Linked DNA regions of Oryctolagus cuniculus: region 2 is linked to region 1. Evidence: chromatin contacts called from public Micro-C data. All regions are on one chromosome and are shown on one strand. Each heading gives the region's core, a stretch centred on a gene start, on an enhancer-like site or on the middle of the called end of the contact. The rest is flanking DNA. Distances are from core to core; before and after follow the strand shown.

Region 1 (5,851 bases), core at 3,090-5,589:
GATCCCAGTCCAAAACTTCCTCAGATGTTAGGATAATGTTTGTTGTGCCGCTTTGATAAAGATACACGGGTCAAAAGAAGAAAAGAGAGAGTGGGGAGGAGCAGAGATGGGAGAGGGAGAGAGAAGGGAATATCAAGAAAGACATATGGCTAGCAAAATACCCTCCTAGAGGGAGTGGAGCAGAACAAGATTATTATGAAAATTATATGAGACAAATGAATACACCTGTGGTGATTTTTACACTACAGCTCCAAATTGTTAGACACTCTCCATGAAGAGGTGGGAGTCTACGTTCCTCCTTCTTGACTGGGCTCTGTGACTGCTTCACTCATGAAGTGATGCCGTGCTACAGGCCTTAAAAGTCAGCAGCTTCCTCTTCTTGTCTCTAGAGACAACTGTTCTTAGAATTCAGCTACCAGGCTGTGCAGATGTCACACGTAAATGTCCCTGCTCAAAGTCACTGTCAACAGCCAGGCCCATGAGTGAAGACACCCCTCAGTGACAACCCATGCTGGTGCGCCATTCCCAGGACAGGACCCTTCCCAGCCGAGGTTCTGGATGTGGTGGGGCCTTGGCCTGACCAGACTCTGGAACATGGAGGCCATGAGCACGACAGCAGCTGTTTTACACCCTGGTTTCTGGGACAGTTCATCATAACACAATCCATCTCTGGATCATCTTCCAGCTCTAAATGATCATGTGTCATTTGTTACATGGAAATAGCATGGGTAACATTACCTTTTTAAATAGTACGTAAGTACTATTGAAGTTACAATGGGCATCAGCTGAAGAGAAAAACCAAGATTTAGAAAATCATACTGGAACTCTGATGAGGAACCGTATTTTGCCAGATTATGAAACAATGAGAAAGAGTGAAAAAGCTGACACATGGCCATTGTAGTTTATCATGACATTAACACAAGCAGCAGAGTTCAGTTTCCAAGTTCCTTCTTAGACAAGTATTTTCATCAATGCTAGGACCTGTTCTAGACATGCAGCACACAGCAGTGAACCTAAGAGGTCAACAGGACCAACAGGTGTGTTACATGGTATTAAATGCTGAGGTGCAACATAAAACAAGGAAGGGATTTTTACTGGTAGTAGTGATGAAGGGAATACAGGGGCACAGAATGCCACACTGAAGTGGTATTTGTGTCCAGATCTCAGACGTGGAGAAATCAGCCACATAGGTACACAACAAAAGAGCATTTGAGCCACAGCAAATAGCAAGTTTAAGCCCCCAAAGCCAATGGGGCTGGGGCTGATGGATCAAGTAAGAAAGTACTCAAAAAAGGTGAGGTCGGTCAGAAAGAAACTGATGGGAAGACCAGCTGTATAGGCATTCTGGCAAAAATCCATCAATGATGAACTTGGAATCAAAAACCAAATTCAACAACAGCAGGGAATGCTTTTTTCTTGTTTTATCCACTAATTTATTGCCAGTAGCTAGAAGGATACCTTAACACCTAGGAGACATTCAAAACTCATTTTTCAGGGCTGGCCTGTGGCACAGCAAGTAAAGCCACTGCCTGCAAAGTCAGCTTCTCATATGGGCACTAGCTTGTATCCCGGCTGTTCCACTTCTGCTCCAGCTTCCTGCTAACAGTCCAAGCAGGAGAAGATGGCCCAACTGCTTGCACTGCTACCACCCTTGTGGGAGACCTGGATAAAGCCCCTCGCTTGTGGCTTTGGCCTGACTCAGCCCTGGCCATTGCAGCCATCTGAGGAGTGAACCAGCAGACAGAAGTTCTCCTTCTCTATCTGTAACTCTGATTTTCAAATGTTAAGACCCACTATTAAGCCAAAAAAAAAAAAAAAAAAAACCACTTCATTTGTTAAATGAACAAAGGAAGTCCTGGCTCTACCACTTAGTGGCTATTTGACTTGTAGCAAGTGAGTCCAATTTTTTAAGCTTCAATTCTTTCTCTTAACTCGAATACCACATGGTCCATGATTTAAGATCATCAGACATGATTTTTTGACTTTACAATGGTGCGAAAGTGACAACATTCAGTAGAAACTTTATTTTAAATTTAATCTTTCCCAGAGGAGTGATACCAGCATTCTCTTGCGATGCTGGGCAGTGGCAGCAAGCCACAGCTCTCAGAAATCGATGGCCCTGTTGCTATAGCATCCCCACCATTCAGCAACTAATTTTAATTCAATGCTCCAAACATTCTTTAGCCCCAGTGTGCTTTCCGCGGTGTATATATACTGGGGACCCACACCACCATTCTGTTTTCTATTCTCAGTATACAAAAAATTATTGAAAATCAATAGTTTATTATAAAATCAGCTTTGTGTTAGATGACTTAGCTCAAATGCAGGAAAATTTGGAACACATGTAAGGTAGGCTAGACTAAATTATGTTTGGTAGGTTAGGTGTATTAAGTGCATTTTCCACTTCAAATATTTTCAACTTACAACAAGTTATTTGAGCATAACCCATGGGAAGTTGAGGAGCAACCATACACAAAGCCCTCCACATCCCTGGATTCCAAATCTACCGATTAAGCCAACTGTGAATTGAATATATATTAAAAAAAAAAAAATGTCAAGCTGATGCAGACATGTAGACATGTACTGCTGTGTAGTTAGGCCTACAATTGTTAGGCCTGAACACGTACAGACTCTTTGTCATTACTCCCTAAATAGTAGAATTTAACAAGTATTTATATACTTTTAGGTGTTGTAAGTAATCTAGATGTGATTTACATATATGGGAGGATATGCACTGGTTATATACAAATACTATGCCGTTTTATGTAAGTAGAGTAAACATCTGTGGATTGTGGTATCCGCAGGGGTCCTAGAATCAACCCCTACTGCTCGGAGAGCAAGGGACTACTGTACCAATCTCTCTCCACTTCACAGGATCATAGTGAAAATCAACAGAGGGGCTGCATTTTGCCCCCTGTGAAGCACAGCATATAGCTAAGATCTTCACATGATAGAAAAAACAGTGGCTGCTGTGCTCTCTCTACCTTGCCCTACTCACAGCCACCTCTGAGTCATTCTCTCCCTCCACGTGTAGGGACTGGGGCACGCCTGTCTTCCCTTCAGCTGACGGAGTACACGTGGGGCGCTTGAAGGATTTTGTCAATGCATGCCCGTAATTAGGACATGATAGCCACTTCTACTAAGTTTCTTTGAGGCTCTGAGAAAAACAGCAAGACACGGTTTCTATGTGAAGATTCTACACGCTTTTGTAAAGTCCTACTTGCACACCATTTTTTCTTGACTCAAAATGCACCAACACCCAGTAAGAACACCTTTATGCTTCCCCCACACAACCTGTCACTTAAACCTCCACGGGAAAAGGGGGAGCAAGAGACACATTCTCGGGACTGAAAGACCTTCTTCAGGGTCCACGTACTTCAATCATTTCATGCTCGAAAATCAGTGACTCCACTCATTCAAGTCGGAGACACCCTCAGTTTTTGTTTTGTTGTTGTTTGTTTTTTAATCTATAAGTAGAGAGATACCTTAAGGATGCACTGACTCTGGAGTAAAACAACACACGTAAAAGTATCCGGCATACGCAAAGTGCTCAATCTGCTAATTCTTCATGTATTCAACAAATATTCCGTGACCTTCTGTACTCTAGGCACTGGGAAAAGTGCGTACGGAAAATGGACAAAACTCCTCTCTCGGTGCCAACACTCCCTGCCCGTCGCCCGCTCCTGTCCTCACACCTGGCTGTTAATTCCTCCTCCACAGAACGGAGTCCTCCGGGATTCTGCAGATGGCTATCACGTACCTCCCCTCCCAGCAGCCCGAACAGACGGCCTTAATTCTTTTCAGGAGCAAGCAAGGATGCGGGAACAAGAGTTACAACAGGGTGTGCGAGGCGACCGCGGGTGCTCAGACGCCAGACCAAGGTCAAGGCGCGCTGGCTCAACTCAGATGTGTCACCTGACACGTCCCCTAGGCACAGCGAACCCCCCAACCAGGCCCCACAGCGGCTCGCGCCGGGCACCGGCCCCAGGGCCCAGGGGGCGCCCTGACCTGCGGCTGGAGGCCAGAGGGGCCGGCGCGGGCCCTCAGACGACAGTCTTCGGCTTTCCAGCATCTCTCTCAGAGTTTCCAAGCTCCTATCTCCCCGGACCAGGCCCCCGCTGCCCTCGGAGGCCCCTCAGCTGCTTCCACTCCACACTGTCTCTCTCCCCACAGCCCCAGCCCCACTCACCTGCGAGCTCAGCCCCGAGCCCTCCATCTCCCCAGGGACCCGTGGCAGCGGCAGCGACTCGGCGAAGTGGCAGCCGTCGCCCGCCTGCCAGCCCGCCTTGGGCCGCCTCTACTCTCACTTCCTGCTCGCGCCCCCGCCTCCGCCGCCGCGGTCCCAGCTTACACTCTGTGCCGTCAATCGGTCTCAGAGAGCCAATCCGCGAGCACCTTCGGCTGGAGGCGGAACTTTTCCTCCGCCTGGGAGGCCAGTAGGGAAGCGCCAGCCTGAGACCCCGCCCCTGGCCCGCCCCCGCGGTACGCTCGGGCTCCCACAGCCTCCGCGCAAGACTGCGCATCTCGCCGTGGTGGAGTGATCCTGCTACTACAGGCTCTGGCTGTTAGGACAACAGCAGCAACATTCTACCGAGAGCAAATTTGGACTGGGCGGGCCGGCGCCGCGGCTCACTAGGCTAATCCTCCGCCTTGTGGCGCCGGCACACCGGGTTGGGGCGCCGGATTCTGTCCCAGTTGCCTCTCTTCCAGGCCAGCTCTCTGCTGTGGCCAGGGAGTGCTTGGGCCCTGCACCCCATGGAAGACCAGGAGAAGCACCTGGCTCCTGCCATCGGATCAGCGCGGTGCGCCGGCCGCAGTGCACCGGCCACGGCAGCCACTGGAGGGTGAACCAACGGCAAAGGAAGACCTTTCTCTCTGTCTCTCTCTCACTGTCCACTCTGCCTGTCAAAAAAAATTTTTTTTTGGACTGGGCAACTGAGTAGCTGGCCGACCTTGCGAAAATGTTTACAGTGTTCTCATTTGTGAAAGAAGAAAAATGAGAGAATTATCAGGAGGATTAAATAAGAAAAAGTTTAAAGTACCGAACCAATGGTACTATGGGCTTATGGAAAGGAGCCCATACGTGTTAGCTGTTAAAATATTTGCCAGTGTCTACTTGTGTGATCTTGAAAACTGAAAATATTATGATGCCCTTGTCCCATACTAGTAATGTTAACCATAAAATACCTGGAAAATCCAACGAAATGCTGAGTTTTCTCAAGAAGACTGTTACTATGATACAATAAATTAAAAGTATATTATTATTATTACATTTTAGTGCTCCTGACTACTGGGCACAACAGCCCTTGGTTGTCCAGAAAGCCCAAGCCCTTTGAGGACGGGAACCATGTTATGGCCATCTCTGAACTCCCGGTGCCTGCCACAGCACTGGGATATGGAAAATGCTCAGCCCAATTGTGTTGGAGTGCATGGGTGGATGTACAGGTGTGTCATCAACTTCTATCATGCAGGGACAAACTGTCAAATAGCAGTGCAAGTAGCTTCTTTTGAGGACCAGCGGAAAGAGCAGTTAATTCAGAGAGACTAGAATGAGGCGCTGGGCAAGGCTTCACAGAGGAAGAAATGTTTGGGTGTGGTCATTTTGCTTGGCTAGTCAGAGCTCTGTTTATTGATCAACTACTGTGCATTGGCACCTGTGCCAGTGTTTTGCAAACATTATGTCTAATCCACAAGATGAGTGTTGTTTCCCCCATTTCCCAAAAGAAGAAACAGGTTCAGACTGATTCCTCAAATCCCAAGTCACTCAGCTAGTAAATGGCAGAGAGAGAATTCACACCCAGGTCTCTTACGGAGGCTCAAAAGCTGCTGTTTCAATGCTTCAGTAATGATA
Region 2 (5,555 bases), core at 850-3,349, 47 kb after region 1:
TCAGAAGCCAGAGTGAGCTGGAGGGAGTGGGTGGGGGAGGGTGGGTTCTGTGTCAGAGAAACCAGTGTAGCAGGTGCACAGGCAAAGAAAAGTATTCCAGTTGGTGAAGGCAGAGGTAGGCACTCTGGGAGCGCCGACCACATCCAGGCGGGAAAGCAGGGTGTGTTTCACACCTTTTGTAACTTCACCGCTGCACCCACCCTCCATGTCTGGTCCTTGAGCAAATCCAGGCAGCTCTGACTCAGACCACGCCCTGTCCTGGCTCCACAGCCACTCCCAGCCAGGCACTGTCCTCTGTGCGTAGGCATGGGCTTTCTTAGGGGTCTCCTTGCCTCTTTCAAGACATCCTCTCAGTGGAAAAGCAATCTGCTTAATGCAATTCAGAGAGCACCTCACCCTTGCTTAGACTTCTCCAGCGGCTTTGCACTCAGAATAAACCCAACTCTTAGCCCTTACCTCTACCTCTGCCTCCCTCTGCTCCAGCCACAGAGGAAACTAACATCTTTCCTGCCTCAGGCCCTTTGCACATGTGGGTTCCTGTTTCAGGCATGCTCCTCCCCTGGTTTTCGATAAGTCTTGTTCTTTTTCGCATTGCAGAGCTCAGCCTAAACTTCTCAGAGAATCCTTCCCGGCCACTCCATCTAACAGGGCTGCCATGTGACTCTCCACCAATCTGTAATATTGATTTCCTTCATGGCCTCGATCATAGTGTGCAATCGCTCCATTTGTTTGCTGCTTTCTTGATTTTGGTCTTTTTTAAATTTGCTTTTGATATCCATGAGAGCAAAAACTATACTTTCTTTTTTTCATTTTGATTTGTGTTTATTTGAAAGTGGAGGAGGAGGAATCTTTTATCCACTTGTTCAGTACCCAAATGCCCACAACAGCTGGGCTGGGCCAGGCCAAAGCCAGGAGCCATAACTCAATCTGGGTCTCCCATGTGGATGGCAGGGACCCAACCAGTTGAGCCTTCACCCGCAGGAACCCAGGCCCTGTGATACAGGATGTGGGTGCCTCGAGGGACGTCCTAGCCATTAGGCCAAATGTCCATCCCTGCAACTCTTTCCTTTCAGGTGGATTCTCTGCCTGGTGTTTGCATATTTGTGAAGTGAATGGATTTGCTCCAGGGGGTGGGAGCGCACGTGGATTCTAGGAGTGACCTGGCTCTACCGTCCCCTCCAATGCTGTTTTGAGCCCAGAACCTCTTTCTAAATGCAATCCTGTGCAAACCAAGGACTCGGAGACCCAGCAGTCAGGAGCCCTGCCCTCCCAGCTCCGGGTCCACATCAGCACTGCTGAGAGCAGTGGCTGGCACAGGGTAAGTGCTACCCAACGGATTGATGTTGTTGCCATAGTGATGGTAGGTGCACTGCTGGGTGCTGAGAGCAGGGGCCCCGGAATGCCTGCCTCTGAGTCCATTAAGTGGAGCCCGTTTTGCCATGGGTGGGAGTGACTTCAGTCCTCAGGCCCCTGGGGACCGGAACCACTGCTTATGAAGGCACAGAGCGTTCCCCTGCCACCCAGCGGAGAAGACACGCTTGCTGGCTCCTTTTCGGAGAGCAGGCAGTCCAGGCCGCGAGGAGTTTCAGGAGTTGCCTGAGTCAGGAGTGGCTGACCCAGGACTACCCAGGAGGCTGCAGAGACAGGAGCAGGCAAGGCGGGTCTGTGTTTTAGCTGAGAATGACATTCAAGGGGAAGAGAGACACGGCAGAGAGATGCCATTAGGCCCCTCTGCCTGTCTGAAAACGCTCCAGCACACCACTAATCAGGGCTCCTAGCGCACTGGGCACTGCTTCCCTGGTGCTGGTGAGGTGGGTGGGGAGAGGGGAAAGAGCCCCGGACCAAGAGCTGTGAGCTGGCTTCAGGCGCCCATTCCAGCACGCAAAGCAAGGCTGCTGGGAGACAGATGCTGAGTAAGTATTTGCTGGACAAATGGACGAGGGGACCAGTGGGTGAATCACACAGTCGGAGCCTGCTCTCAGGAAGCTGCCAGCCCGCAGGAGCAGAGAAGACAACCACGGTCCACAGCCTGGGGCAGCAGGTGCCGGGCTTGGGCTGCAGGAGCTCAGCCAAAGGCAGCCCAGCTGGGCCCAGAGGGTTAAGAGGATCCCAGGAGGTGGAGAAGAGGGACCGACAGGGGGCAGGGCTGGGAGGCTGCGCCACAGAGCGCTTGGTGGGGGCCGGTGAAGGTGGGGGAGCTGGTTTGACCCAGAGGCCCCTCCAGACTCCTCCACGCAGCCAGGAGGCCAGGGAGGGGAGAGGGCAGGGGGGAGATCAGTTCCCAGCTTCCTGAGCTGTAGGAGGAAGTTAACCCCAGGTACCTGTCTGGACCTTCGCCCTCCTCTGGGGCTACCCAACCTCTGCCACCCAGCCCAGCACACACCCTGGCCGATGCCTGGCAGCCGGGCCCCGCCCTGGCCAATCACTGGGAGAGGGAGAGGTGGGGAAAACCAGACCGGCAGGCCTCACCAGGTGGCAGCCAGGCCTGGGAAAAGAGGGTGACTTGGAGGTCACCGGGGCTCCCCGAAATCTAGAATGGGGAGGAGCTGCTGTCTGCTGCCTCCTCAAGGCAGCGCCTTTTGCCTTTTGCTCCCCAACACCGGTCCCCGTGAGGGTGGAGGCAGCTATCCCAGCTGCAACCCTGCTCCCTGTCTTCACAGGGCGGTGCCCTCTGCGGCCGCCTTCCCGCCTTCGCAGGGGCAGAGAAGGAAGCTGGGGCTTCGCTCAGCGGCACGCCGCAGGCGGCAGAGCCGCAGCCCCCTCCCTCCGAGTGCAGGTGCAGCCACTGCTCAGCCCCAGGACCCAGGTGAGCCGGCGTGTGCTGAGCGGCTTCAAAGCCAGCAGGTCCCGGGGGCTGGGTTTCGGAAGCCTCGTGACAGCCCAGGAAAGAAATGGGGAATGAAGGTGTTGACGAGGGCAAGGACTTTTTCAGGGACGTCATCACAGGGCCCCCAGCTGGCCCGGCAAGGGTCGCAGGATCCTGACCGTGGGTGTTGACTACCACCTAGTGGCCGTTTGTGGTATTGTCACATTTTCTTTTTTTTTAACACTCGTAATCACAAAGAAAGCATTTTATTTATTTATTTATTTATTTATTTTTTGCATTTAATTTTTTTATTATTTCAATATACCGTTTAAAAAATAGCAAATGCATTCATGGTTCAAGCAAAAAATAATATTGTTTGGTTTGTGTGCAGATATACTTACAAACATATTCACATACTTACACAGGCTCATATAATTCATATAAAAAAGAAAACTGTTGTCACTCAGTAATTATTAAAGTCCTACCCATGAATGTCTAATTTTCCCAAATTTTTAAACTTTTATTTAGTATATATAAATTTCCAAAATACAGTTTATGGATTACAATGGCTTTCCCCCCAAAAAAACTTCCCTCCCACTCGCAACCCTCCCATCTCCCGCACCCTCTCCCATTCCATTCACATCAAGATTCATTTTCAATTATCTTTATATGAAAGAAGATCGATTTAGTATATATAAGTAAAGATTTCAACAGTTTGCACCCACACAGAAACACAAAGTGTAAAATACTGTTTCAGTACTAGTTATAGCATTACTTCACATTGGACAACACATTAAGGACAGAGATCCCACATGAGGAGTAAGTACACAGTGACTCCTGTTGTTGACTTAACAATTTGACACTCTTGTTTATGGTGTCAGTAATCTCCCTAGGCTCTAGTCATGAGTTGCCAAGGCTATTTGAGTTCGCCGACTTCGATCTTATTCAGACAAAGTCATAGTCAAAGTGGAAGTTCTCTCCTCCCTTCAGAGAAAGGTACCTCCTTCTTTGATGGCCCCATTCTTTCTACTGGGATCTTGGGATCTCACTCGCACAGATCTTTCATTTAGGTTTTTTTTTTTTTTTTTTTTTTTTTTTTTTTTTTTGGCCGGAGTGTCTTGGCTTTCCATGCCTGAAATACTCTCATGGGCTCTTCAGCCAGATCCGAATGCCTTAAAGGCTGATTCTGAGGCCAGAGTGCTGTTTAGGACATCTGCCCTTCTATGAGTCTGCTGTGTATCTCACTTCCCATGTTGGATCGTTCTCTCCCTTTTTGATTCCATCAGTTAATATTAGCAGACACTAGTCTTGTTTGTGTGATCCCTTTGACTCTTAGACCTATCAGTGTGATCAATTGTGCACTGAAATCGATCACTTGGACTAGTGAGATGGCATTGGTACATGCCACCTTGATGGGATTGTATTGGATCTCCCAGCACATTTCTAACTCCACCATTTGGGGCAAGTCCGATTGAGCATGTCTCAAACTGTACTGTCACATTTTCTCTCAACACAAGACAAAATGCTAAAAGCCTGTTCATTGCTTCTGCTTCAGCATCCCTGAGAGCCTTCTCCTCTGGTTACCTAATAGTAGCCGCGTATCAGTGAAGCAAGCTTTCAGGCCAGGCTCCCCACTTGACTTTAGCTTAGCAATGGAATTTGAAAACCACTAACAGTTAGTGTTTGAGACTCTATGAGAGACTTTGTATCGAGTGCTTATTTAGGTATTTTTCTGTGTTATTCAAGAATGTTTTTCTTCCTTTACACAGGTCATATGTATTTATACGTATTTATGTACTTATTTCTCAGGACAATTTTATATTATAAATTATCTGTTTTAAAATTGTGGTTTTTAGGCCGGCGCTGTGGCTCACTAGGCTAATCCTCCGCCTTGCGGCGCCGGCACACCGGGTTCTAGTCCCGGTCGGGGCGCCGGTTCTGTCCCGGTTGTCCCTCTTCCAGGCCAGCTCTCTGCTGTGGCCAGGGAGTACAGTGGAGGATGGCCCAAGTACTTGGGCCCTGCACCCCATGGGAGACCAGGAGAAGCACCTGGCTCCTGCCATCGGATCAGCGCGGTGCGCCGGCTGCAGTGCGCCGGCCGCGGCGGCCACTGGAGGGTGAACCAACGGCAAAGGAAGACCTTTCTCTCTGTCTCTCTCTCACTGTCCACTCTGCCTGTCAAAAAAATTGTGGTTTTTAAAAAGATTCATTTTATTTATTTGAAAGACAGAGTTACAGAGAGAGGTAGAGACAAGAGAGAGAAGTCTTCCATCCACTGGTTCACTTCCCAGATGACCGCAATGGCTATGCCAATCTGAAGCCAGGAGCCAGGAGCTTCTTCTGGGTCTCCCACGTGGGTGCAGGGGCCCAAGGACTTGGGCCATCTTCTACTGCTTTCCCAGGCCATAGCAGAGAGCTGGATCGGAAGAGGAGCAGCCGGGACTAGAACTGGTGCCCATATGGGATGCCGGCATTTCAGGCCAGGGCTTTAACTCACTGCGCCACAGCGCTGGCCCCTAAAATTGTGTTTTTAATATTTTCCTACTAATATGGGAAATACAGTTAACATTGCATAATAATGAAACAACTTGTGTATTGCTCTCATAACCATATAATGTTAATATAGCTACATTAACTCTGTTATGGTTAGTATTTGCCTGGTTAATTTTTTTGGTTCTTTTAATCTTTTTGTCTTTTACTTTTAATCTTTTTGTGTCTTTCTAATTTAAATTAACATCACATAAAAAGC

The links. Hi-C and Micro-C count contacts between places; a contact is called where the count stands out from the background.
Region 2: a Micro-C map of ear pinna shows a contact between it and region 1, with 2.0 times the contacts expected there. The contact joins the enhancer-like site here to the promoter of ZDHHC13 in region 1.

Annotation. Positions count from the first base shown.
Region 1 is chr1:47,293,989-47,299,839 of mOryCun1.1, forward strand. ZDHHC13 (zinc finger DHHC-type palmitoyltransferase 13) reads right to left here and starts at 4,340. Exons shown (of 16, transcript XM_051851863.2): 1 at 4,190-4,340. The coding sequence starts at 4,216.
Region 2 is chr1:47,343,367-47,348,921 of mOryCun1.1, forward strand. No RefSeq gene overlaps it. Among named protein-coding and RNA genes, the nearest start is that of MGRG4, 27 kb to the right of the region's middle. Within about 2 kb of position 2,100, at least 3 of the 8 cell types and tissues checked have an H3K27ac peak or open chromatin away from gene starts, as enhancers often do. A contact at or near this core is called in ear pinna, where this site is marked.